Regions from separate parts of the Mus musculus genome. Here regions 1, 2, 4 and 5 are each linked to region 3. A link is a contact called in public Hi-C, HiCAR-type and HiChIP or PLAC-seq data. All regions are on one chromosome and are shown on one strand. Each heading gives the region's core, a stretch centred on a gene start, on an enhancer-like site or on the middle of the called end of the contact. The rest is flanking DNA. Distances are from core to core; before and after follow the strand shown. Region 1 overlaps St8sia6 (ST8 alpha-N-acetyl-neuraminide alpha-2,8-sialyltransferase 6). Region 2 overlaps St8sia6 (ST8 alpha-N-acetyl-neuraminide alpha-2,8-sialyltransferase 6). Region 3 holds the start of Rsu1 (Ras suppressor protein 1). Region 4 has its middle 20 kb from the start of Vim. Region 5 overlaps St8sia6 (ST8 alpha-N-acetyl-neuraminide alpha-2,8-sialyltransferase 6).

Region 1 (5,219 bases), core at 2,381-4,880, 500 kb after region 3:
GAAACCATATGCCAACAGAAAGCCAACATAGTCACCTGACCCAACATGTTGAACTGAGACCCACTGAAACCATATGCCAACAGAAAGCTTTCTTCTGTAACTTGTTTCTGTCAGGTAATAGGCCACAGAAAAGCAAAACTGATACAGAGCTTTTACAAAGGAGACTAGAAGCAGGTTGTTTAGCCCTCCTGTCATGAAGGGGTAAAGCAAGAAGGTATCTCCCATGGGAAAAGATGCTCACTAGACCTTGATCTTGGCCTGAGCAGCTTCTAGGAAAATGAGAAACAAAGTTCCGCCAATTCTAATTATCCAAAGGCCTGTGTTATAGCTCAATAGACTAAGGGAGCAAAGATATTTCCAGAGGCCAGCGACATGAGATTGTCCTGTGTCCCTCAAAATTCACAGGCTAAAGCTCTAATACCCTCATCCCAATATGGCAGGAACTTTTGGAAGGGTTTGGTATTAGATGGAGTTATAAAGGTGGGGTCCTGAGCAATTGAGACTAGTGTTCTGACAAGAAAAGACATCCAATCAATCAATCAGTCAGTTATCAATCTCTTTCTTTTTTCCCTCCCTCCTTCCCTCCTTCTCTCTTTCTTCTCACCAAGAATGAACCATACTGACACCTTGATCTTGGGCATGAGGCTCCAGAACTAAAATGTATTTCTATTGTGTAAGCCGCCCCAGTTGTGGCTATGGAAGCTGAAAATAGAGAGAAAAATCTAGGTTCATACTAAAACATCTTGTCCTAAGCATGCTTATTTCTTCTGCCTCAAAAGACCCTCCCCTCTCCCCACTCCCTGTCACATATACACTTAGATGCAGAGACATCTCTACATACTATCCAGAATTCTAAGCCTTTGGCTTTGGCCTCTCTGGATACACTGCACTTAAGTCCCCACACATTAGGCTTCTCTCCTCACACAGCTCGCCTCGTGCATAATCTGAATACCCTGGCCATGTTCAGGACATGACTTACTCAGGTCAAGGGACTCTGGCTCTCTCTCTGAAATTCCCATGTAACCAGTCCAGCGCAGTACCAGAGCCCTTGTCTAGCATGTTTCAGGTCCTGAATCAACTCCAACACCCCTCCAGAATAGCAATATAAAATTCACTTTGCCAGGCATGGTAGCCCATGCCTGCAAATCTCAGCACTCAGAAAGCTGACCCTGAAGGATCACCACAAGTTCAAGGCTGCTCTGAGCTATACAGTGAGTTCAAAGCCAAATGTAGATAACTGTAATTGTAAGAACCTATCTGAAGAGAAAAAGAAATTCTTGCCTAAAATTTGTCTTTTACCACCATATAAATAACAGATCAATTTCACTCATGGGAAGTAGAGGCAAGCCCAGCATCTTGCTCCTTAGAACAGGCTACTTCTAAAAGCTCACTCAATACTGTTTAATGTATGTGTTGTGGGCTAAAAGTACATGTGCTGATGTTCTGTACCTGTTGCCTCAGCATATAACCATGGTCAGAGCAGAAGCCTTAAGGAAAAACTTGTATTAAAATAAGATCATTAGGACAACCCTATACTAACATCACTGGAGTCACCAGAGGAAGGGAGATGTAGGAACAAACACAGAGGGATGACGATGTGAGGATACAGGGAGCAGACAGCCACTCACAACCCACAGAGAAAGGCTGCAGTAGACCTTAAGCTTAGGTTTCCAGCCCCCCAGAACAGGAAGAAGGAGTTTCCAATTCAGCAGTCTGAGATGCTTTGTTATAGCTGCCAAAGAAATCTAGTTGACAGTTGCATATTCCCAAACTTGACTGTGCTCCTTTTACATCCAAATTCTGTCCCATTGCCAACACATGAAAACTGAAACCCCTTTGTGTGTCTCCTTAAAGCCATACCCCAACCTCAGATCATGGGTGATAACTTAGCCCTGCCCTAATTTCTGGCTATGACAGTGTCCTAAGTGTTTTCTCAACCTTTGGTTCCTTCCCTTTTTTGGTCTAATTTCTAATTAGGAGGATGTCCATGAGATAACCCAACTGATCCCACACAGATGCAGTGCCAGGCATCTGCTCAACAAAGTACCCACTTCCCAGGATGGGAGTCTGGTACACACCTGGACTCGGGCCTGTGTTTCTCGAAAGATTTAAAAACTGAGGTGACTATCACAGTGGGCAGCAGCTCTGCTTCACTCAAGATAAATCACCCCTCCAAATTAGACCTTATCTCACCGCACCTTTCGAAAACCCTCGAATGGGTTTGCATAGTCGGTGACAGAATGCTTGGGTTACTTCACAAGGACCACCACTTTGCTTGCTAATCATCATCTGCTTCTCCATCTCAGGTCCATCCATCCATCCTCAGCGGGCATCCTAGACTCAATCTGTATCTGTTACTCTTGTGCGGCCTTGACCAAATACCTGATAGATGCTAATCAGGGGAGGAAAGGCTTGTTTGGCTTGTAACTTCTGAGGGTTTTAATCCATCATGATATGGATGGTGTGGCAGAATGGGCCAGTCAGTGGCAGTGGGAACCCATGGATGAGGCTGTTCACATCCCATCTGGCCAGGAAACAGACGAGCAAGACATGAACCAAGGGCAGAAATATAACCTTCAAGGTAAATCTCTAGTGATCTGCTTCTGTAGCTCCCCCCCCCACCTCCTACAGGTTCCCTGGGGAACACCACCACTGGGACACCAACATTCAAACTAGGAGCCTATGGGGAACACTTTTTTTTTTAATATTTATTTATTATATGTAAGTACACTGTAGCTGTCTTCAGACACTCCAGAAGAGGGAGTCATATCACATTATGAATGGTTGTGAGCCACCATGTGGTTGCTGGGATTTGAACTCCGGACCTTCGGAAGAGCAGTCGGGTGCTCTTACCCACTGAGCCATCTCACCAGCCCCCATGGGGAACACTTTTGATTCAAGCCATACCATCAAGCACCCTGAAAGGGCTTCATTCTCCAGTGTATCTTGCCCTTTATGCCCAGCCTTTATGCATGAGCCTTGAGTTTCCTGTGGTCTCTGTGGAATTTTACAGTTCTGAGACTTTCTGTGCTTGGACTTGTTCCCAGGATAGTACTTGCTCTGGGTGCTCACAGCACATGATGCATTTTGTTCCCCACACGGATGATGGGGGCCATTCCTGAACAGGGTGGGCCACTCCTTCAGAGGTAGGTCATGGTCCCTGCCACCCTAGCTGGTTGCGTCACAGCCTCAAAAGATCCCTAGAGATTAAGTGATTGACGCGCTCTGCTGAGGATGCACTGGAGTGAACCTGGCAATCACCTCCCTAAGGCAAGAGGGATGTTGTTCCCCAAATCGAATTAGGTCCCACCTGCATAGCCACTCTCCTGCAGTCCAGCCTCTAAGATAACAGTCCGGGTCTCCAGAAGAATAAATATCTGCTGAAGGGGTGAATGAAGTCATTAATAACCTTTGACTGTGTGCTAGAGTCAGTGCTCTGCTGGGAAGAACATTTCCAAAAGAAAAGGGAAAAATCACCCCTTTGAGTCTGAATAGAAGTGTTTGCTCACAAATCATTCTTTCCTTAGGGGACTGGCTTTTGATGAAAATCACAAGGAAAAGGGTGTGCTCGCCTCTTCCTTCCGTCTGGCTAAAAGGACAAAGCAGTCACACACAAAGCTGGTCCTTAGGGAAACAATGGAGTCTCTGAGAAACATAATCAGTACACTTGATGATTCTTTCATAGCAGAGGAAGGCTACCTGAAGTGGCCACTGAGACACACCCCTGACCTTGATTGGCTTGTAAAGCTTTTCTGAGACAACCACAAGTCTGACAAGGTATTTCTAACCTCCCAGGTTCAGCAAGGACTCCTCTGCTGAGCCCCCACGTGTATTATTCCATTTTAGGCTTCCCCAGGTTGCATGAAGGATATGCAGACAAGCCCCTGAAATGTCCCTCTCCCCTCTCCCCGTGGGCTGTTCTGTATTCTTTGTTGCAATTCCTCATCTGATTCATTAAGTCTGACTTCACAGACAGAAAGAATTCAAAGATCTACAGGCTGATCAGCCAGCAACAGAATAATGGTATGGCACCCAGACCAAGTGTCCTCTCCCCTGTATCTCCCCAAATCCTCTGTACCTGCAAACCTGTCATTTGTGATCACTAATCACCTCGAGACGCCAGAGATGCCTTGGGAAATCACCCTGCACGTCCACGGGACAAACAATTCAACTGTTGTTTCTCCAACCTGAAGCTTAAAAACAGGAGTATAGCCTCTGGCATTAGTAGTACCTTGTTCAGCTGTGTGGCCAGGGCCAGGTTACTACAATGTATCTGCGTCTTCATTTTCCTTACTGTAAAGTGAGTGTTTCAGTAGTCTTACATAATCTCACTGCTGAAAGAGAGCATGATCCCATGTACATAAAGCTACAGAAGCCCAGTGCATAGTAATAAGACCTCAGTAATTGCTAGCACTCCCCAATTCCATTGAGCTTTATTCAATGCACTGGGCATCCTGGGATATCACATCTGAATGACTAGTGTCTATCCTATAAGCAGCAATTTAATCCTGACACAAATGGCCTAAAAACCTTGGGAGGAAATATAAGAAAGAATGGTAGGTGTGCTGGCTAGATTTATGACCACTTGACACAAACTATAGCCATCCTCAGTTTGAAAATATGCCTCCATAAGATCAGGAGGTAGGCAAGCCTGCAGAGCATTTTCTTAATTAGTGACCAGTGAGTAGGGCCCAGTTCATTGCAAGTGGTACCATCCCTGGGGTGATGATGGTCCTGGGTTCTATAAGGAAGCAGGCTGATTAAGCCAGTAAGCAGCATCTCTCCAAGGTGTCTGCATTGCTCCTTCCTCCCTGTTCCTGCCCTGCTTGAGTTCCTGCTCTGGATTCCTTCAGTTGTAGACTATGATAGAGAAGGCATAAGTCCAATAACTCCTTTCCTTCCCAACTTGCTTTTTGGTCATGGTGTTTCACTGTGGCGACAGAAACCCTACCTAAGACAGTAGAGAAGATGGATCATCTGTATCTCACTCCATAAGCCTCTGTGCATTACTTGTGGAATCTTTGCTTTTAATTTAGATCTCTTTACAAGTACTTAAATCTTCTGCATAGCCCAGCAACAAAACACTTGCTTATATGTTTCAGTTGCTGTTTAAACTCAGCCACATAGGCACGTAAAATAACATGATGCTCCTATGCTCACAAGTATCTCAATATAGATGTTATATTTTACTATAAGTTTTCCAGTGTATAGTAAGTATA
Region 2 (5,143 bases), core at 2,085-4,584, 400 kb after region 3:
TCACAGGCAGAGAACGTGTTTCTTTATTTGTCATTTTCCCGAATCTCTCATCCCATGGCTAGAACAATTCAGTGCTCATAGTGAGCTTTTCATAAGCACTTGCTGGCTCGGTGTTTCCCCCACCGTGCATTCCCAGCTGTGTGTTAGAACTGGCTCATTTGACATTGCAAGAGCCGACTGGGCAGCACTCAGCAATTCTGTGAGCTGGCAGTTAAATCACCAGTAACATAAAATTGGCCATGATGTTAGTATCTAAACCACAGAGCATGGGGGGGGGGGTTACAACACCAAGGCTCCCTGTCCTCAAAGCTAAGTCTCTGGCCCCACTGGTCTTAGGATGGCTGTGGTTCTAAGATGCTCAAGGTATCCACACATCCCTGAGCCACAGCCACAACCACCAGCTCCTGAGACTGACTGCATCAGCGAGATGTTTCACAAGCACACAGAGGTTTCTGTAGGCTTGCCTTTAAATTTTAATTGTCATATTATGTTTATTGTATGAGAGGCACTGTTCCATAGGTATAACTTTCTAACATATTTAACTCACACACCACTGTGTGAGCATTTCACAGATGGGAAAGTAGAGGGGCATACTGAAGCAGAGGCTCTAGACAGACAGGTCTGGGCTAGGACCCATCCAGGCTGCTCCAAGCCATTCCCCAGCCCTGTTTGTTACTAGTCAGTACATTAACTTGTCCATGATACACTTCATTTCTCTCTATCCAGAAGGCCGGCGTGAATGCTTTCCAGATAGCAAAAGCTATTTCTTGACTCTGAAATTCAAACTCAGGATGGCTACAGAGTCTTTACTCAGTGGTGTCTCAATAAATTCTGAATTTTATAGACTGGGTGGGATGCAATAATGCAAATATGCTCTTTATGGCACAATAGCAAAGATTACTAAGGGAAACATAGCTCAAATAAAGCCCTCAAAATAATGACTGTTTTCTCTGGTTTCTTGATCAGTTGGGAAGAAACAGCCATATGTTTGGGGAACCAGAATTCACTAGGAGCAGAAATAAATTACAAACCTCAATATTCCCTAAAAATAAAGCAGTTTTTTGGAGGCAGGTACTTCATAGTTTTGATGGAAAGGTTTCATGGCAAGCTGCTCTGGAGGTCCTAGGGAGCTATGGGCTCAGAGGAGCAGAGGGGCGTGTGGGCCTTGGGTAGGGGCTGCTTGCATCCTGAATCCCAGCCTTGGAAGGTAAATGGAAGCAGCACAAGGTGACATCATTTTACCCAGGTCACTGCAGCATTTCTTGTTTTCCAACTAAAATCAAACAATTCAGGATAACAGGAAACGCATGCAGTCATTATCATACAAAATTACCAACTCTTGACAGTTCTTTTCAAGATGCTGCACGAAAGGCAGATGCACTGCGGCCTCTCTGAGCTGAGCAGCAGAAGGCATGCATGTGAACATCTGCAGCCTAGATGAAGAGGCACTGCTTACAAGACTATCCTAGGCCTCCCATGTACAAAGAAATACTTGGTTATTAGCATGGTTTCACTACTGGTAGTTTCGGGACACAATAGGATGTTTTATGAGGGTCTTGGCTTTGCTTTGTATGCCTTTTGTATGTTTTTGTAGTAAGGGGATGGAGCCCAAGATCTTGTGCCTATTATGCAAGAATTCTGTCACTAAGCCATACAAAGTTCCAGCTCTTGGTATGTGGGACAGTCTCATTATGTAGTCCAGGTTGGCAACAAACAAACAAACAAACAAAAACAAAAACAAAAACAAAGCTACCACCCCACTAAACAACAACAAAACCAGACAAAAAACAAAAACCAGGACCATCTTGACTCTACCTTCCCAGTGGAAGGATTACATACATAAGCTATAGGTTCCACTAAGATTTTTTTCCCCTTAAACCTTCTTGAAGTACGCTTATTTACAATAAGCTGTGCTCTTTTTTTATCACTTAAAAACACCAAATTTGTTTACTTTAAAAAAGATTTTATCTGTTTAATGAGTACCTTTTCTGTCCTTTTCTTCTAGAATATTTCCAGTACTTTATCATTTTCTAGGTATTTCTCAGTTATTCTCAACAAATTATTCTTCCTCTGAAGTGCAATACAAAAAAGGTTGAAATAACTTATGTTTCGAGAAGTCAAATAATGAACAAAGAGGGAGTTAAGCACAAAACTATAACTATTGGTAGTATGCTGCATAAATATATTGATCCCATGCTTGTCATATCAATTTGGCCTCATTGCTTTTTTTTTGATAAAACACACCTATGAATGCATGAATATAAGTGAGAGATTTTTTTATGATAAAAATTTCTTCAATTTTGTATTTGTAATCCATAAAAAGTTTTTTTCTCACTGCCCCTAGCATCAGAGTATGTATCGTTTACTCATGTTTATTTACAGACGTGTAGTGAGTGTACATATGCACTAGGGAATGTTCTAGGCACTTGGAATATAGCAGTGAACACAGTAGACAATAAGCCTCGTCTTGAGGACGTTATGTGACTTGACCGAGACACTCACATAGTCATGTAACAATGCTAAGCCACAAGAATGGGTGTAAGTCATCTAAAATGGCAATTGGAACAGTGTGATTCTAGGCAAAGCACGGTGGTCACCTCCCTACGCTCGGTCACTACAGCTCTGAAACTCCAAGTGTTTCAGGACATTCACTGAAAAGTCAGGTGGAGGGCTGAAAGCACTTATCATTTACTGTATAAACCCTCTTCAGAGGGGGCCACACTGCAGCCAAAATTGTTTTCATTAGGGCCCAGCTGGGGATGGAGTGGTAGAGTCCTGCCTGATCAAGTTTGGGCAAGGTCCTGGGTTCAGCCCCAAGCAGGAAAAAGATAAAATTCCTTCGTTCTCTGACAGGCCACCACTCTACATGTCCCATATATAACATTCACATGATAGCTTTAAAATTATACTCTCATTACTGGGTGTTATGACGTCACACAATCCTCACTCACCACTGGAAACATGTGGAAAATGTTCTCTCGAATGGGGATGTGTTTCTTGCTTTCCACCTCGTAGCTCATGTTAGTCCCCACTGGAGTGTTGTTCTGGGAAACCACGAAGTCTTGAATGGCATCGCAACAGGAAGCCAGTTTTGCTCTATAACGGATGAGAATGAAAGTAAGCAGAAGACGACAACGAAGAGACAAACTCGGACTTAACAGATACAGCGAGAGGAGCTGCGCTGCCGAGTTTCAAAAAGAAGTCAAGTCAGGCAGGCAAGAGTTCCTCTGCAGCCCTGGGTGGGGGGTGGTGAGAAAACATACACACCCTTAGGCAGTAGCCCACTTCACAGCAGGTAACAGTCCTGAACACAGCCGTGGCAAAGGTTAAAAACCTCCACGCAATCAGACGGCCAGGACAGACAGAGAAACGAGAGAATCCATCACAGTAAGCCATCATAAGCTTGGGACGTTTCAATCACCCAGAGGAAATTCTGATCCAAGAAAATTTCAGTACAAACCCACTTCACATAACTTTAATATAGCACATTGTTATGGTTGTATTTTTAATTATTATTATTTTTTAATGTGTTGTGGGGGTTTGATTTCCTCCTATGCTTCGGCACCATCTGTGTGCAGTACTTGCAGAGACCACCAGAGGGCATCAGCTCCCCCGGAACTGAGGTTGAGATAGTTGTGAATCGCCATGTGGGTGTTAGCATCCAACCTGAGTCCTCAGGTAGAGCACCCCAGTGCTCTTAACCACTGGGCCATCTCTTTAGCCCCAGTTTTAACTATATTTTATCATGAGTAAGTATTGTTAATCTCTTACTGTGTAGGATTTATCAGCTAAACATGTACATGTATAATATTCTATGTATGTATATATGTGGTATACATTAACAATGTATCTATATTCACCTATATACTATGTATACTATGTCTATTTAATAAGTACTATGGATATATACCATATACATATTATATATCTACTATACATATATTATATGTGCACATACATAAAATACATATACATCATTCACACACACACACACACACACACACACACACACACACACACACGAGGCCCAACACTGTCTGGGGTTTCAGACAGCCATGGGTAGGGGGGAGGTTATGTAATGGATTTTTCAAGCAAGGATGATGAAGGAAAATATTATACAGTTGTTTTGTAATAGGCTCCTCCTCATCTCTGTCCCCTTGAGACTTGGCCTTGTGGTGAGGACTTGGGGTTCGGGGTTCGGGGTTCTCCTAGCTCTTTCTCACAGACCTTGTCAACATTCCTTCTAGCTCTCCTCAATTCCTTTGTCACTCCCTGCCAACCTGCAGAATCGCTCTCTATGAAGGTCCCACAGCATCCTACTCTTGGCTGGGACTGAGAACAGAACACCCATCCACCAAGGTGAAACCAGAGAGCTACATATAGATACACCAGATACTTTGATCCCAGGGCAAAACTACAAAGATGAACAGCCAAGACAACATGTCTCCCCACAAACATATCAGCTAAATGTAGCAACTGTGGATAGAAAGCCATTCTGCTGATTAACAGGGAGTCACAAAGAGATGGACATGGGTGAGAGTGGATGGCTCACAGGGGCTGCATGAAGAACCTGGGGGACCAAGAGGTGTATTGTAACAGGCTAAAGAAAAGCAAGTTAGCTGAAGCAATTATGAGTATGTTCAAGGACATTAAAAAGGATATGATAATGCCTTAAGGAAGCTTGAGAAAACACAATTGAATGGAATAATGAAGACAATTCAAGATATGAAAGTAGAATTTAACAATTGTTTTGTAATAATTATAACAATACAAAAAACTAAGTTGAGTAGCAGTATAGCCACCTAAGCAATAATGTATAGCCACTTATTTGAGAATAGTCAATCGATATGATGATTTTTAAAGTGGAAAATTACTATAAAACAGGCCAATGTCAAAATTTCATGACTTATCCATTTTGTTTGTGTAACTCCTCATGGATGGTGATGCCAAAGCACCTTTTAATAATTAAATTACTCCAGGGTTTAATCACCTTATAAGTCAAGAGAGACTTCTATTTACACAACTAAGCTATCTCCTTGCTGAGATCTGTTTTCTCTATTCATTTTCTTAGCAACTCTGAAAGCAACTGAACTCAGTAACCAACCATCAGATTCACCTTTCCACCTGGCAGGACCTTGCAGAA
Region 3 (4,993 bases), core at 659-3,158:
CCTATCAACATTTAGAGTGCCGACTGTGTTCCAGACACTATTCTCAAGAACACAAGCATGGCATTGCATATTCTCTTGGTATTCGAATGAGGAAGAGAGTCTACTGGATTAAAAATAAATTAATTGGACTGGAGAAATGGCTCAGCGGTTAGGATCACTGGCTGGTCTTCCAGAAGTCCTGAGTTCAATTCCCAGCAACCACATGGTGGCTCACAACCATCTGTAATGGAAGCCCTCTTGTGGTGTCTCTGAGGAGAGCAACCGTGTACTCACATATGAAATAAATAAATCTTTTTTAAAAAATTAATTAATTAAAGGCTATGCAATCTGTGCCTTGTAGAAAGGTGGGTTCACACAGGAAGATAGAAAGAGAACGTTTTTCATAGGCTATGATGTCTGAGCTGACTCTTGGCAGTTAAGTTAAGGGACGTCAGGTGGAAAGGCATATAGATAAGGAGACAACAGACTTGCAAGTCAGGAAGATCTGGCTGCTCAGGGTCACTCAGTGGAGCTTATTCAACATCGCTTGGAATGAATGCATGGAAGGGATCGGTTTATGATCAGAATCAGACCTTGTATGTCCCGCTGAGGAATGTGGGGGTACCACTCTCAACAGTTAAGCTCTCAGAGGATCCAAATGAAGTCACAGGAACCTACAGAAGCGTGGTGACTTACTTAAAAAGTGTTTTCAAAGACCAGAATTAGTTTGCAGAATTTAAAGATCATGAAAAAGTGGACACTAGAATTCTCAACACAAAATCTGGCGATAGTGATGCAGCATTTACACATGGGGATAACCGTCTCCATGTGGAGAAGAGGAGATGCCCATGAGAAGGGCACAGGCAATGGAGTTTATGACCATTCCCACTTGTACTGAGTTCCCTGTCTGGTTTTACAGATGAGAAAAAAACAATAAAGTAAGAGTCATATAAGTTCACAGCTGAAAGCAACACCCTGATTAAACGGGTGCTGAGCTTGGATCACAAGATTGAGCAATGCCTGAACACAAATGGGAGAATGACCCAGGAATACGTAATGAAGGAAAATGTTGAAAATACTACTGGCACAAGAATTCTTACTATGCATGTAATTTTTGAGTACCACCAGCTCATGATTCATAGAGTAAAACGTGACTTCCAAATTACAAACAAAAATGGCTACTTGGGACACTACATGGAAGATGGACTTCAAAGCTATGAAGCTCCCTCACCCGCTGAGAAGGAACTGCAGCACACCTCGTGTGACGTTCTCATCTGGTTCACCAGTCCCAGCAGAACTAACTGTGGTTTGCAAGCTCCTGACAAGTGACCAAGTGACGAGCAAAGGTGGAATGGCAGGCTTCCGAAACTCGCCTCCCAAGAGAGCAGTTACTTACAAACTTAGCAACTGTCCAAGAGAACTTACACAAGCCGTTGACATCCAACATACTGGAGATACCCCTGTCACTCATGTCCACTTCCGGCTGGTTCTTCTCCCTGCTCTCCTCCACCAGCTTCTTCAGTGACTTGGACATGTTCTGTAGCAAAGGACAACAAAGCACGTGGATGATGGCAAAAATGGGAGCCTGGGGGTTGTGGGGCAGGTTAAGGCAGGAAAGGAGCAGAGGCCCAGGCTGAATTCTCCAGGGCTGCCTAGGGGAGAATGGGTATCACCATGGAGTCCTTAATGGAGGACTTGGACCCCGCACACTCACCGCAGCGAGCAACACCTGGTGGGTGTGATTAGGGACCTGCAAGGGAAACTCGGGTGGAGAGCGATGAACTGGATCAGCCGAAAACAGGATCCCGCAGCAGGAACACACCCTGTCCCAGCGATCGCGCAGGCGCACACAAAATCCGGCCAACCCCACGCCCCTCCCGGCCTGACACTTCCCAAATTAGGAGAACTGTTTCCCAGCTGTGGCTCCAGGCGAGGCTCTGCCCACTGAAGAAAGTGGACCCCGAGGCGGACCAATCGTACACGTTTTAGTCTCAGAGACTCCGCCCTACGCTGAGGAACGCCCATCTTCTTGAGTTTGGAACTTGAATTGGACTCAGCAAGTGCATGTGATCTAGATTCTGCGCATGCTCAGTAAGCTAGCTGAAGGACAAAGTTCTGTGGGCGGAAGCAGGGGATTCTAAGCTGGTCGCTGGTACCGAGGTAGACTCTTAGAATGCAGCTTGTGTTGAGGGATTTGGAGTTCCGTCCTGAGAAATCCACAAGTCAGGTACTCTCTTTTGTCCTGCGTCTTTCGTTGCCGGTCCCCTCCCACGGAGAGTTGTTACCGTGAGTCCCTCGTGTGCCCCTGGCTGTCGCAGACCTGGTGGAGGTATGAGGTCTGGATTATGGTAAAGATTCTGAAGACAAAGATTCCGCCCGAAACTTATGTCCTCAGCTGGTAACTCACAGGTTTCTGTATCTAACTGTTTTGCTCCGTTCCTTTTGGTCTTGGGAACTGGAATCTATCTCCCTTAGGGTTAGATGCTAACAGTAAACCACGACTATGTCAGAAGTCTGAGTTGGTGTTTACACCCATGAACCGTGAAATCTTGGCTCTTAGAACTCTCCCACTTTCTTCAAATAGAATGGATGGATAGATAGATAGATAGATAGATAGATAGATAGATAGATAAACTTTCTGCTGACCCTCTGGGTTCTACCTCCTAATGACTAGATCTTGATGACCCAGTAAAAAACTTAATCTTAGTGACAATTTCACACTATTAAATAGGAAATCATTCCAGAATTATTCCTCTGGCATTAGGTACATGACAGATAAGCAGTCAGACAGACGTGCAGAAGTTTAGACACACATATATAAGCAATGAGCCAAGCAGGTACTAGAAAAAGATTCGGCACTTTGAATTTGAAAGCAGAAATTTCTCCTTAAACACACTTCAGATGAAACGATGATACTTGCAATGCAGGCAACTTGCATTGTCCAGGCCTCATCACTTTTTTTTTTTTTTTTTTTTTTGGTTTTTCGAGACAGGGTTTCTCTGTATAGTCCTGGCTGTCCTGGAACTCACTCTGTAGACCAGGCTGGCCTCGAACTCAGAAATCCGCCTGCTTCTGCCTCCCAAGTGCTGGGATTAAAGGCATGTGCCACCACGCCCGGCTTGCCTCATCACTTCTTAAGCTAGACATTTGCTGAGAGCACTGATCTAGCACAGTCTCATACAAGCTGTGGATGCAGTTTCAGTTTCTGTGAGCCCTCTAAGCCCAAAGCATCAATATTTATTAGTGCTTTTTGAAAGGTTACTGATAGTTTTTCTCTGGCTGTTTCTGATGGAGATAGTTTTACTATATAAGTTTAAAGCATCATTTAGGGCTGGTGTAACAAAACGCCATAATTCTGAAGGCTGGAAGCCCAAAGTCAAATGCAGGAAGATTTGATGTCTTCTACCCCTACCCTGCCCCCTTAGCCTGGAGACTGCCGCCTTTCTTTGCACCCTCACATTACTTTCCCTCACCCCAGTTCAGTTCATCCTCCACGCAGCTATGATGACCACAGCAGATCTCTTGCATCATGACCTTCCCTTCTTCCTCTAATGGATATTTCTTTTTCTCAGCAGCTCTAAAGACAATAAGTTTAACCTTACCTCTGTTTGCTAAGTCAGTTTGTTTCAACAGTCTACTTTTGTTGGCTCCTCAGGCAAGAGTCTTTTTTGGTAATTGATCTTAGTTAACATTTCATGTTCAAGCCTGAAGACCTTGGCTGATTTTTCTGCATGATTTGTGTTGTTTCCTGACCCCCTCTCACTGTTGTAAGTGGATTTGTTTCCGTCTAAGTCTGCATCCTTTTCTCCCTGAGTTATTTGTTACGTTTCTTTAGAGACAAGAGTACAGTTCTGTGCAGAAAGTCATCCCCAACCTGCCTTTGCTGGTGCAGGGGAATGGCAGTTATGAGTGTCAGCTATACTACTTCCCCTACTTCCTGCCTTACCATCTCTCACTGCAACAGGCAGCCACACACACAAACAACTCCTGGACCAGCAATTCCCATCTCCGTTGTGCTCCTGTCTTGAAATTATCTGGGGAAACAAGTCCCCTTTGATGTGTTTATAAAAAGATAAAGAAAAAGGGGGTATATTCTATGGGGGTGTGGTGAGGCATGGGGGGCAGGGGGTGTCTCAGTGGCCCCATGCAGAGGCATCCTTTTCCCCTAAGGGACCAGCTACACGAGGGTATAGTATAGAATAGAGTTTATTCAAGGTATGGGGAGGAGAGTTAAGAGAGTAGCAGAGAGATAGAGAGAGAGAGAGAGAAAGAGAGAGAGAGGAAGAGAAAGAGAAGAGAAGTAGAGGCTGGCCCATGGCCATGAGCACTCAGAGAGATGGGTAATGGAAGGGAATGGGGAACGGAAGAGCAAGAGAGAAGCAAGAGATAAGAGAACAAGAGAAGGAGGAGGGGACAAGCAGCCCCTTTTATAGTGGGTCAAGCCTACCTGGATGTTACCAGGTAACTGTGGGGAGGAGCATACTTGGCTGTTACCAGGTAAATGTGGGGTGGAGTTTAGATAGAATGCTAACACCTTTATCAACACATTTCCATCCACTCTCTGAATTTTCTAGAAATTAGTTTTACCCTTGTTGGAGAGAAGGAAAAAATAAACTGTGTTTTGCTACTCTTATAACATTCAACACATTATACTGCCAAAACTTGCTGGAGGAGGCCATTTCCACATCCCAAACCATTCTCCAGCAGGTACCAGCTGCGTCCTACAGTTTATCTCAATTCCGACACTGTACAGATGCAGTTAACATCAGCTCCCACAAGTAGGGGACCTCAGCGCATGCCCAAGACTCCTGCATTCCAGGTGTTCACAAATCTCAAGTTGTAAATGGGTTATCATCAGATCTTCTGAGGGCTGGCTATAAATAAAATTGTCAAATCCATTTCCTCTAGCTAAGTTCATTCTCGGACTGTACTCGGGGTTTATAGCCCTTGTTATTTGAATCTGAATAATCGCTCACAGGCTCCTGTCCTAGCGAATAGGAGATAGGGCCTCCCT
Region 4 (5,291 bases), core at 1,211-3,710, 320 kb after region 3:
AGGGAAATGAAAACCATATGATCAGATTCACAAATGGAAACACTCTGCTTAACTGATCATTTAATCATTATATATACTGTTAGAATGAAAATATAAGAACTTTTCTTAACTTTTTGTCGGGAACCTATACACAATCAAGAGCAAGACCAGGTACAGTGGTACATGCCTGGACCCAGAACTTGGGAGCCCAAGACAGAGAGATTGTGATTGGGGGCCAGCTTGGACTAATTGTTCCTACAAGACCAAACAGAACAAGCAAGAATAGTTACTATCTTCTCTTCAAACCATACTACACTATAGTAAAAAACTTAAGCCAAAATAAGGAAGAGATTTAAAAATCTTGAATTATAAATGACATTATTGATGATTTGGTAAACCCAAAACAGCTCTGTATGAAGCAGAAGGTTAAGAGGAGATGTGTCATTCAGGACAAGATAAAGTGAGATGAGATGAGATGCTAATACTTAGGTAAGAGACCATGTCCTGCTAAGGGGCATTACACTAGAATGATTTGAGCATCAAAGCCATAGAGCACCCCCAGATCCACATATATAAAAACTATTTCTGATGGCTTGTGGTAACAGAGCCCTATTTTTTCTGACTACTTTTACCCCAAACTTGAAGCAATAGGCAGCACGACATAACAGTGATGTGGTTCTAACATCCATTTCTAACTTTCCAAGCTTTTAATAACACATAACTTTCATATCTAAGTGCTCATTTTTAACAAACTTTATTTTATATCAATAGTCTAAAGCTAATTTGGGGAATTTTGTAACAGTAGGTAATTAATCCACAACAGCATTCTGCCTTAAAATTATTTCTTTTTCCATTCACTGACTTTTCCCTTGCCACAATCCAGTCCATGTTTCAATTAAATATGGGTACAGAATCTCCAGTTATGTAATCGAATGTGTTTAGGGTCATGAGTCCAATTAGATAATTGAACATTCTCTGCACCACCTCCAGATAAATTCTCATGCCCTCTGTGATTCATCGATCATGAGTTAGTTTACTGTGAGAATAAAGGCATGGATTGGTTGGAGCTGTCCACGGGTGGTAGATAGGATGAACTGCCTGTGAAACAATGTAATCAGCTCTCGGCAGAATTCATTTCAAAATGTCTCTCCCCTTGGGCTGTGACAGAATCAGGCAGTTTTTGTTCCAACTGCCATGAGCTTCAGCAAATCATTCTTCATGTTCTCCATTGTCATGTTCTCCACTGTCACCTTTAAGCCCAAGTCACATTCACCTGCTTTTGCTTTCAGACCGGCAGAGCCCAAGGGAAGCAAGAGGTCATCCATATAGTTCTAGTGTGTTCTAGAAAGAACTGGATACAGTCAAATAATCGGGAAGAATTACAGCATATCTATGTATATGCATGCATGAATCTGTATCCACACATGTATGAAGACGATGTCATGAAAGTGATCACTCTGTATGCTCAACTAAGCTAAATAGTAAAGGAAAAAAAAAAAAAGAATTGGGTGTGGTTAAGTCTGTGCCTGGCCTTCAGGCCATGGGATCATGACATTCTTCAGTTTGACTGTAAGTGCTCTTGACAATACTATAGTGATGAGATTTTACTTTCTCTGCCAAAGTCAACAGCAGACAGGAAATGTTCGAGGTAAACAAAATTTCATAGAAAGAACGCTTTATGAGGAAGACTAAGAGGTGAGTTACATCAAAGCTACTCAAAAGACCTTGATGAATGGCCCTTCATTTAATAGGTCATGTGATACATATGATCCAAAAGTAACTAATCTGAGGGTCATAAACAGAGACTCTTCTTAATCATTCTCTCTTTGCAAAACGTTAAACACCCACTGTGGTCCTATGTAGTCCCCTGTCTGTTCCTCTGCAGCTCTTTTCTCTGTCATTGGCACTTTATCTAATAAGTGTTTCCTTTATTAATTAAGGTTGTTATGTAACAGTTCCATGCATGTATAGAATTCTATTCACTCTCTTCTATATACCTTGTGTTGATTCTCTCACATTTCAATCAATCTCTCTTTCTTCGTCTTGATCAATCTCTTTCCCAGAATCATGACTTTTTGGGTTTGTTTTGCTTTCTTTTCGAGTCTTTGCCCCATTTAGTTAATCAGGGCTACTTGTGTGCCCACTGGCTTGGAACCGTTCACTGGAGGAGTCATCATGGAAGACAATGCCTCCTCCTCTCCCCAACTCTATCAGTAGCAAATAACTTAGCAGTGAGGGGTGATGTCCCCTGAGCCTCACTCCCAGTCATACCTAGGTAATCTTTCATACAACAAATAGAATTTTTAATTTTCCTTAGAAGACCTGAGAAGCCACCACTAAAGCAGTAGTGGAGGTAGACAGCTGAGGTCTGCAGGCCAAAGCTGATGGTGGTAAGGCAGGCATAGAGTAGACGTTGTTTCCTAGCCTGAGGCTGGGGCCATCTGCTATCTCTTAACTGTTAGAATCCAGGGAGCCACCATGATCATAATAACTGCAGGGCTGGAAGGACATTTAAAGCCACTGACTCACAGGAAGCTGGGGATGTCAGTTATATACCCTGACTTCTTTAGGAAAGAAATATACTCAGCCATCAAGAGTGCTTCTTAACTCCTACAAGCAGAGGCAGGAGTGGAAGAGGCAAAAAAGGCTGGTAGCAATTTGGTCACACGAAGTTGCTTACCCTTTGATGAGTTCTCACCCTTGAGCTGATTTTCAGGTTCAGAACCCAGCAGGTAGTGTCCAGGAAAAGGCTTAAACTGTCACAACCCTAGGTCCTGGGTTCTAATACCTTCTGCCAAGGTGACTCAGTGATGGAAACCATTTCCTGAAATAACTGTGTGGAAGCCCAAATCTTCTGAAGATTCTTGGACACCAGGTCTTTCAGTTATTTTCACTTTTCAGACTGTGCCTCCAGAAAGAAAAAATCCTTTATCTTTTAGTTCTTCTGATGGCCTCTCTCTTCATTTCTCAACACCCCAAAGTTTCAAAATCGTCATTGTCTTTTAAAGTTATTTTTAACTTAAGTAAAATATAATACTATTAGTTCTCCCATCTCTCCTGTGTCCTACCTGTCTGTGTCGATCTCTGTCCCTCTCAACCTCACAGGCTTCCTCTTCTTGAACCATTATTGATAAATTATCTTTTTCTTTTAATGCTTCCTCATACAAGTAACTGTTCTTGACCTCATTACTATCTGTCCCTTTGCTCCATCTTTCTTTTTCTCAAAACGACATTTGCTGTAACACACTCATTTCAACCTGCTATTGCAACCTTATGTATTGGGTCACTTGACAGTTTTTGTGGCCTCCCTAGAATGTAATTGCCTGAGTTCAGGAGTCCCCTTTGTTTGTTCATTGGTCTGTCCCCAGAATCTGCAAATACTGCTTGATCAGTATCAAATAAGAAACTCCATTCAAAGGCAGGCCATACATTCATGCTCTAAAGGAAGTTCCTGAAATTGAAAATGGGCATAGAAAAAAAGCTACCCTATGACCCACACAATCCTCAATCAGTCAAGCATTTGTAATCCCCACTTCATAGATAGGAAAACTGAGGTTTACAGATGGCAATAATTAAGCAATATTGACAAGGCCATCCAGATAGCAAATCAGGAAATAGAGATATAAGTCCACTTCCAAAGTGTGGACTGTAGAAGCCTAATGAAAAGGAAAACAGAAATTAATAATAATAGTAGTAATAATAATAATAATAATAATAATAATAATAATAAAAACCCTCTACCTTGTAATGGGTTGAAGCTCTGAGGGAACATTAAACTATCCAATTTCTAGACATTTTGAGCATAACAACTCTTGCCATCAATCTTCATATTTTCTAAATTATAAACTAGGCCTTGGGAGTAGCCCTCAGTCTTCCAGCCTTCCGTGGGTCCTACCATCTTTTGCCTTGTGTTGCTAATCAGGCCTCAGAAGTGCAGAAACATTCCTCACAGGGTCAGAGAAGTCTGGAGAAGCATTAAGTCATTACCAGTGCCAAGTGGAGTGCTACAGTGTGTTTTTCTGGTATTTGAACCCATCTAGTGTCTAATGACTCAGAAAATGTTTCTCTTATTTAATCCCTCTCAGGACGTTTCCCTTATTTAGAAGCTTCTAATGACCTCCCTCGTCAGAGAAGTGAGTCTCTTCAGATACCTGTCAAATGATTTTATGTGCTTAATATAAAGCAAAGGTTGGGGGTGGGTGGGTGGGTGGAGGGGGTGGCTCAGGGAGAGCAAAGTCATTCTGGAAAGCAAACAAGGAAAAGCACTCAGTGGGGAAGAATTAAATTGTTACTCGTGGAAATAGTGCCAGCAGAGCCATGAAAAAGCCACACAAATCAAAGACCACTATCTAAATCAAATGCATGCCAATTTAAATCCTAGTCCTTGGTGAACCCGATTCAGCCTCCTTATACACTGAATAACGAATAATGCTCTGAATCAGGACCTAGAATACATTGCATGTAAAACACCATTTGAAAAAATAAATACAGCCTTTGGAGAAAGCATAGTGAAGCCCAGGTAACTGAATTTCCTCAAAGCTGCCAGTTCATGCTCTGTGGATTAGTGATTCACCTCAAACAGCCCTTCCTTTTAATAGGCATTTAGCACTGTGGGGTTGTTAAAACCTGTGATAGTGGAGTCTGGTTTATCCACCAAAGAGTGTTACCCATGTCTTTTGCCAACATCTTTATAAAAATATTTTCATAGGAGAAAATCATCTTTTACATAAAAAAATGAAGGGGATGGGGCAGAAACGGTGTAAAGATGAGGCAGAAAGAAAGGCAAAAGACTGGAGAAAAAACAAGGAGACAGAGAGAGGGGGAGGGAGGGAGGAGTGGAGAGGGAGGAAAGGAGGGAAGGGGAGGGAGGGAGAAAGAGAGGAAGGGAGAGAGAGAGAAAGAGGAGGGAGGGAGAGAGAGAGAGAGAGAGAGAGAGAGAGAGAGAGAGAGAGAGAGAGAGAGAGAGGAGAGAGAGATTGAGAGAGAGAGAGAGAGAAGATTGGACAAAGACTTGTTCTTTAGGGCTGGGATGTAGCTCAGTAGTAGAATGTTCTGGGTTCTATCCTTATCTCTTTACCATACACACCCCTCCATAAGAAGGATTTCTTCAGGTTCTCTAATGCCATTGAAGATGTTTGTCTGAGAAGATGGTTCTAAATAAAAAAAAAGTATCTAAGAAACCACTATGACACTTGCCCTTATGACAAAGAATGGCAAGACCATTGTAGTGTTCAAAGAAATACTGACATCTACTGGCACATACAAAACTCACATGCCCTTTCTAAGGGCCATTGTTAATTTCTGGGAATTGG
Region 5 (5,004 bases), core at 1,917-4,416, 450 kb after region 3:
CTCGCTTACACAGCCGCCTACAAGGAAATTAACTCTGTCTCCTGCCTGTTGCCAGCTTCTCCATTTCTCAGCCAAGCACTCAGCAAATGAAATATAGAAACTTCTTTTCAGAAGATTCTCTTGCCCTTCCCACTCCACACACCCCCTTTACACACTTTTTTTTTGTCAGTCCTGGAATTGAACCTTGGGCCCTGTATGTGTTAAACAGGCCCCTACATCTTGAGATATGTGCCCAGGCTCCTTTAAGGAGCTAACAAACACAGCACTACTCCACACTCCACAGGCAGAGTCTTACTAGATTTTCTCAGCTACAATCCAAGCAGCACCCCAGATATCAGAACCTTGGGCCACCAACACCTCTTCCTTGCATAGAGATTAGACATGTTGGTTTGCCTTCTCCCTAGTTTGAAGAAGAGGATGTAGGGGATCATTGAAAAGTATGAGATTATAAACTCCAGTCAGTGAGTGATGGGTGAGCCACAGCTGGGGCCAGGGGTAAACCATTAACCTGAAATTGTAAGCAAAATTTTGTGAAAGGGAACATTTTCCTAGGATAATGCCTCAAACACATATCAAAATTTCAGAAGGGTGTGCAGGCTTTAAGTTTTAGCCAGAACACATAGAGCATAATAAATGTGGATCTAGGACAGTGAAGCTGAGTCCTTCGGCCAGAGCATGACCTTGATCTGCACTGTGTCCCTGCTCCTTCCTCCTCAACTGGAGGGGCATTCTCAGAGCCAAATCCAGCCTGAAGTGAGCCCAGCCTGATTTTCCAAATCATTTCAAATATGCTTTGGGAAGAGTGCAACTTACCGTCTCGTTTTGTTAGATAAAGAGTTCAAGCTATATTGCAGATCTTTGCATTTCTCTGTTATTTGGGTTGTCTTCTCATCCAGATATGTGCTGTTTCAGGAAAAAGATTGGAAAAAATGATTTAATATCAAAGTATGTAAGATATTATTAATATAAATCAGATTTAATTGATAAGGGGTTGTATCCAAATGAAGCTTGGATTTTATTCCTTTATTGAATTTCTCCCTGGGAAACGAAATTGATATTGTTACCTCTGATAGATCTAAAATTTAAAAATGAAGTTAAACTAAAAAAAAAAAATCCATGCAGAAGGCTTTTTATTTCCATTTTTGCATTTTTGTATTTTCAGGTTAGTATTTATAATAAATAACTGATTTTAATCATTGCGTGTAAATAGCCTTTAAAAAAAAAGAAGAGCTGTCTTGGGTAAGAAGCCTAGAGACACAGGAAATTAATGTTTTCTCCATAAAGAACACAGGTGTATCTGCTTTCTGATTGTTGTAATACTTCTGATATGTTAGCCCCACATGTTGGTTTCTATGAACTCAGAAAATCAGAGGTGGAATACAAGCAAACCAAAAATCAGCATTAGGACAAAGGCAATGGCGTCTTGCACTAATGAGCTCCATGGGCACACTCATGTTATTATCTGACTCTCTGATATAACAAATCTCTTGGACACAGACATGTCAAGTAACTAACTCCTGGACACAGTGAGGGTCATGGACATAGTGTAAACACACTGTGCCTGGATCCACCAGGAAAGACAAGCAAACAGATCTGAGATCTTCTCTGGAGTCAGGACTTCTTGATACACTGGGCATGAGGGGTGATAGAGAAGGAGGGGGCATGAAGGTAAAGAGATAAGCAAGATAGGTTCATGGATAAGTCGACAATATTTTTCAGAGGGGCTTCCTAAAAGTACTGGGTGTGTGTTACCTATGGGCTCACAAAATCTCACCGACGGCCAGCACTATGACTCCGAGTTTGGTGACCTGATTTCAGTTCTTGTAACACACAGTTGAAAGAACACATTCACACAAGTTGTCTGACCTTCACAGTATGTAAGCATCACACACACACACACACACACACACACACACACACACACACACACACACAATCTATCATCTATCTATCTATCTATCTATCTATCTATCTATCTATCTATCTATCTATCTATCCATCCATCCATCCATCCATCCATCCATCCATCCATCCATCTATCTATCTATCTATCTATCTATCTATCTATCTATCTATCTATCTATCTATTTATCTATCTCATGTACACTCACCAAATAATAACAGTAATAATACATTTGATAAAACAAACTCTGAGTCCCAATATAATTTCTTTCCCTACTTCTTCCTTCCCACCTCTCATCCTCTCTCTAGAAGCACTTCTTGTGCTAGTCTAATGTATTATCGTGCTCCCAAGCATTTGTTTATTTCTAATTTGTTGTGTGTTTTATCCAGGCAGCACTGTTAATGAAGTGAATTACCCAGCCAGCAGTGCTTTGAATTATGATGCCTTTGTAATGCTCAATTGTGGGCCGGTGACAACCAGAGACCAATAGAACTGTCATATACACCTTCCCTTAAACTGGAAAGTATCTTTCTTAATAAAAACAAAATAGCTTTGCCCAGCCATAAACCAGGCATGCGGTGTGCAAATTAGAGAAGAGTGTCTGATGCAGAGTGGAGATGAAGAGGCAAAGGGGGTCTTTGGAGTCAGTGAGGATGACCTTGCCTTTGGGCTTCAGTCTGGCCTTAGCCTTCAGCAGGGGAGTTTCTCTTTAATTTTTACCAATAACACAGCTAACAGGATTAAATGGGGCTGGGGTGGGGGTGGGTATGTATGAAAAGACCTGACACATAGAAGCCAATAAATATCTGTTGAGTTCTTGCTCTAAACTCATTGTTGAACTTGACTTCATGTCAGTCAGTAATTCCTCTAGGCCAATTATTCTGTTCTTATAGAGGCTGCCTACATCTCTACCTGCAGGGAGTCACTCAATCCCAAGAGAACAGGCAAGGAGTCTTTTAGTTTCCTTTGCCTTCTGTGTCTCTCCAACCCTTTTTTTCACTTGAAATCTTCAGTTTCTTTCCTGACCTCTACCTTTCTCTGGTGTAAGAAAACAAGAAACGTCTGTAGCTCTGAGGTGGGAAAACTCATGACCAGCAAGCAGATCCATCTTGAAGGTGAGCATGCAACCTTGAGGGGATGCAATGGCAAGCCTTCTTTAACATCCAATTGGGAGGCAAGTTTCTGCTAAGTTAACGGGAATGGAGAAAGGGGCAGTCATGAGGAAAACAGGAATGCCAAAGACTCTGAGTCAGATACAATGTGGTAAAACAAGAGACTGCTATGAGTCAACTGTGGGTTGATGTGTAAGCCTTCCCAGGGATCTAGTTAGAATGATCCAACCCAAAGGACCAGGGTACAGGTGAAACAGACTGGATATTGCAAGCCACAGAAAAAGGCACAGAAGCAAACGACATCACAGTCTGCTGCAAGGAGCACATTTTAAACAAGATGAATAATGAGAAGACCCATCTGGTACTAACTCTCAATGGGACCTGAGCTGTTAGTGAAGGGAAAGAAAGCAGAACAGGATTCGGATGGCTCCTAGGCACTGTCTGTACAAACAGATTCTGCAAGCTCCAAGTACCATTTCTGTTTCTGTCCCCTTCCAAGTACTTACTGTTGTATAATTCCAGGTCATTGCAATTTTTGGATGAAACCCTCTTACAAAATTATATCAAAGAGAAAATAATGAGCTTATATAATAATCACCAAACTCCACACCAAGGGCCTCTAGCCTCTGCCACCAAGGAGATGTATCTTAGATAGCACTGTGATCCTCCCTCTGGAGATATGCTAGAATTTGGGGAGTAGGTTGGCTTTTAATGCTTCTCAGACAAGCAAGCTGAGATTACTCCAACTGTCCTTCCTGTCCACGTTTCTCTGAAAGGTGACCATCCTTGCTCAGCTGTCCCTGAGCAAGCCTGCCTCACTATGCATCTGAGGCATTTGCCACCTCTGCCACATACTGCCAGCTCCCTAGATGCCTTCCTCCACCAACATCCTCTCACTTGTTGCAAAATAAGCAACTGAAACAATAAAGCTCCTACCATACATATCCCTGGTCCTGATGCCTTAGGACTGGTGACTTGACAAATTCATGGTGTCCAGTTGGTCCGGCCCTCTATGTGCCTTAACAACTCTATTTCAAGCCTCAGTTCTCTCAGTGGCCACTGTAGGCGTTCGGTTCTAGTGTCTTGACCACTCACTGCCCTGCTAACATCTCATTCAATCATGCTGCCCGTTTCAGAGGATACGGTGCTGCTGGGTGCGATTAATCCGTAGCTGTCAGTCCTGACCTTCTGACTAAAAGAAAGACCTCCTCACTCACATGATGATAATGTATCTGCCACCCCAGCCTTCTCTGTCTCCTCTGTGACCAGGTCCCTCTCTACTACGTTTTCTGAAAGCATCTTTACTCTCTGGCTGTGTACTATTGCCACGATCAATTCACTACTGTCTGGAAATAAAAAGCAAAATATGTCACCTTGCTATTCACTCTCTCTTCATTGCCCATCCTAATTACAAGCCACAGCTGCCCACTTCCTTTATTTATAAATTCACTGACTGGCTTTCAGCAAACATCACTATGTCAAAGGAGATCTCAGTGCCTTGCCTTTGCTTCCCAACTTTCAGGGTATCTGGTTTCACCCACAGTCCTCCTTGCTCCCCAGCTTCTGACTGCTAGTCACAACCCTTCTGCAGCTTTTTATTCTAGACTGTTCTGCATGTATTGGTATTTCCTGTCATTCATTTTCTGATGTGACTTTAAAGTAATGACTGGTCTTTAGCTACAGGTCTTCTGTACATTGCCTCTGGGTCTCCTGCCTTTGAAACCTGCCTTCTCTCCCCAAACCTTTCCACAGACCTCTATTTCTATCATCCTTTCTCATTATCCCCCAGTGGTCTGTCTCTCAGGAACACTTGATCTGAGCATGCCACTTCTCTGCTCCAAATCATCCCCCTTTGGGACATGTAGCCCACTTCCTGGTGGGATATCTAAAACATCAGCCACCTATCTGGCTAGCCTTTGACTATGAGTTTAACGATGGTTTGCTAACCACTAAATGGTACAAATTTCCTTTTCTCTCCATTTCCTGCAA

The links. A called contact is a pair of places that touch in the nucleus more often than the background predicts. HiCAR-type assays count read pairs that join an accessible place to other places. HiChIP or PLAC-seq counts read pairs in DNA pulled down with a chosen protein or histone mark.
Region 1: a HiCAR-type map of embryonic stem cells shows a contact between it and region 3, with 3 times the contacts expected there. The contact joins the enhancer-like site here to the promoter of Rsu1 in region 3. A contact is called at or near these places in 4 of 39 promoter capture datasets (the C10 cell line, the HPC-7 cell line, hippocampal neurons and 1 more), 1 of 15 datasets of contacts at CTCF or cohesin (large pre-B cells), 5 of 484 Hi-C or Micro-C datasets (CD4 T cells, CD8 T cells, bone marrow-derived macrophages and 2 more), 12 of 115 datasets of contacts at active chromatin or transcription factors (the 230-238 cell line, bone marrow-derived macrophages, cardiomyocytes and 8 more) and 3 of 9 other capture datasets (adipose tissue, liver and macrophages).
Region 2: a contact with region 3 is called in an H3K27ac HiChIP or PLAC-seq map of regulatory T cells, with 6 times the contacts expected there. The contact joins the enhancer-like site here to the promoter of Rsu1 in region 3. A contact is called at or near these places in 11 of 39 promoter capture datasets (the 3T3-L1 cell line, 3T3-L1-derived adipocytes, the C10 cell line and 7 more), 1 of 15 datasets of contacts at CTCF or cohesin (pro-B cells), 14 of 484 Hi-C or Micro-C datasets (B cells, the C2C12 cell line, CD8 T cells and 9 more), 11 of 115 datasets of contacts at active chromatin or transcription factors (the 230-238 cell line, acute myeloid leukemia, bone marrow-derived macrophages and 6 more) and 2 of 9 other capture datasets (adipose tissue and liver).
Region 4: a Hi-C map of embryonic fibroblasts shows a contact between it and region 3, with 12 times the contacts expected there. The contact joins the enhancer-like site here to the promoter of Rsu1 in region 3. A contact is called at or near these places in 17 of 39 promoter capture datasets (the 3T3-L1 cell line, 3T3-L1-derived adipocytes, the C10 cell line and 11 more), 4 of 15 datasets of contacts at CTCF or cohesin (CD8 T cells, the G1E-ER4 cell line, the NIH/3T3 cell line and 1 more), 142 of 484 Hi-C or Micro-C datasets (2-cell-like embryonic stem cells, the AML12 cell line, the AtT-20 cell line and 85 more), 38 of 115 datasets of contacts at active chromatin or transcription factors (the 230-238 cell line, CD8 T cells, the NIH/3T3 cell line and 26 more) and 3 of 9 other capture datasets (adipose tissue, liver and macrophages).
Region 5: a contact with region 3 is called in a Hi-C map of adipose-derived mesenchymal stem cells, with 3 times the contacts expected there. The contact joins the enhancer-like site here to the promoter of Rsu1 in region 3. A contact is called at or near these places in 1 of 39 promoter capture datasets (hippocampal neurons), 3 of 484 Hi-C or Micro-C datasets (CD4 T cells, adipose-derived mesenchymal stem cells and regulatory T cells), 5 of 115 datasets of contacts at active chromatin or transcription factors (bone marrow-derived macrophages, large pre-B cells, memory CD8 T cells and 1 more) and 2 of 9 other capture datasets (adipose tissue and liver).

Annotation. Positions count from the first base shown.
Region 1 is chr2:13,764,556-13,769,774 of GRCm38.p6, forward strand. All of the region lies in intron 2 of St8sia6 (ST8 alpha-N-acetyl-neuraminide alpha-2,8-sialyltransferase 6), which reads right to left. Among named protein-coding and RNA genes, the nearest start is that of St8sia6, 26 kb to the right of the region's middle. Within about 2 kb of position 3,631, at least 5 of the 459 cell types and tissues checked have an H3K27ac peak or open chromatin away from gene starts, as enhancers often do. A contact at or near this core is called in embryonic stem cells, where this site is marked.
Region 2 is chr2:13,669,532-13,674,674 of GRCm38.p6, forward strand. St8sia6 (ST8 alpha-N-acetyl-neuraminide alpha-2,8-sialyltransferase 6) reads right to left here. Exons shown (of 8, transcript NM_145838.1): 5 at 2,952-3,096. Among named protein-coding and RNA genes, the nearest start is that of Vim, 98 kb to the left of the region's middle. Within about 2 kb of position 3,335, at least 10 of the 459 cell types and tissues checked have an H3K27ac peak or open chromatin away from gene starts, as enhancers often do. A contact at or near this core is called in double positive thymocytes and regulatory T cells, where this site is marked.
Region 3 is chr2:13,269,507-13,274,499 of GRCm38.p6, forward strand. It overlaps Rsu1 (Ras suppressor protein 1), which reads right to left and starts at 1,909. Exons shown (of 9, transcript NM_009105.4): 1 at 1,694-1,909; 2 at 1,405-1,516. The coding sequence starts at 1,513. It overlaps Gm13270 (a long non-coding RNA gene), which reads left to right and starts at 2,071. Exons shown (of 3, transcript XR_865976.2): 1 at 2,071-2,206.
Region 4 is chr2:13,591,986-13,597,276 of GRCm38.p6, forward strand. No RefSeq gene overlaps it. Among named protein-coding and RNA genes, the nearest start is that of Vim, 20 kb to the left of the region's middle. Within about 2 kb of position 2,461, at least 3 of the 459 cell types and tissues checked have an H3K27ac peak or open chromatin away from gene starts, as enhancers often do. A contact at or near this core is called in the HL-1 cell line, embryonic fibroblasts and trophoblast stem cells, where this site is marked.
Region 5 is chr2:13,722,630-13,727,633 of GRCm38.p6, forward strand. St8sia6 (ST8 alpha-N-acetyl-neuraminide alpha-2,8-sialyltransferase 6) reads right to left here. Exons shown (of 8, transcript NM_145838.1): 3 at 814-903. Among named protein-coding and RNA genes, the nearest start is that of St8sia6, 68 kb to the right of the region's middle. Within about 2 kb of position 3,167, at least 21 of the 459 cell types and tissues checked have an H3K27ac peak or open chromatin away from gene starts, as enhancers often do. A contact at or near this core is called in adipose-derived mesenchymal stem cells, where this site is marked.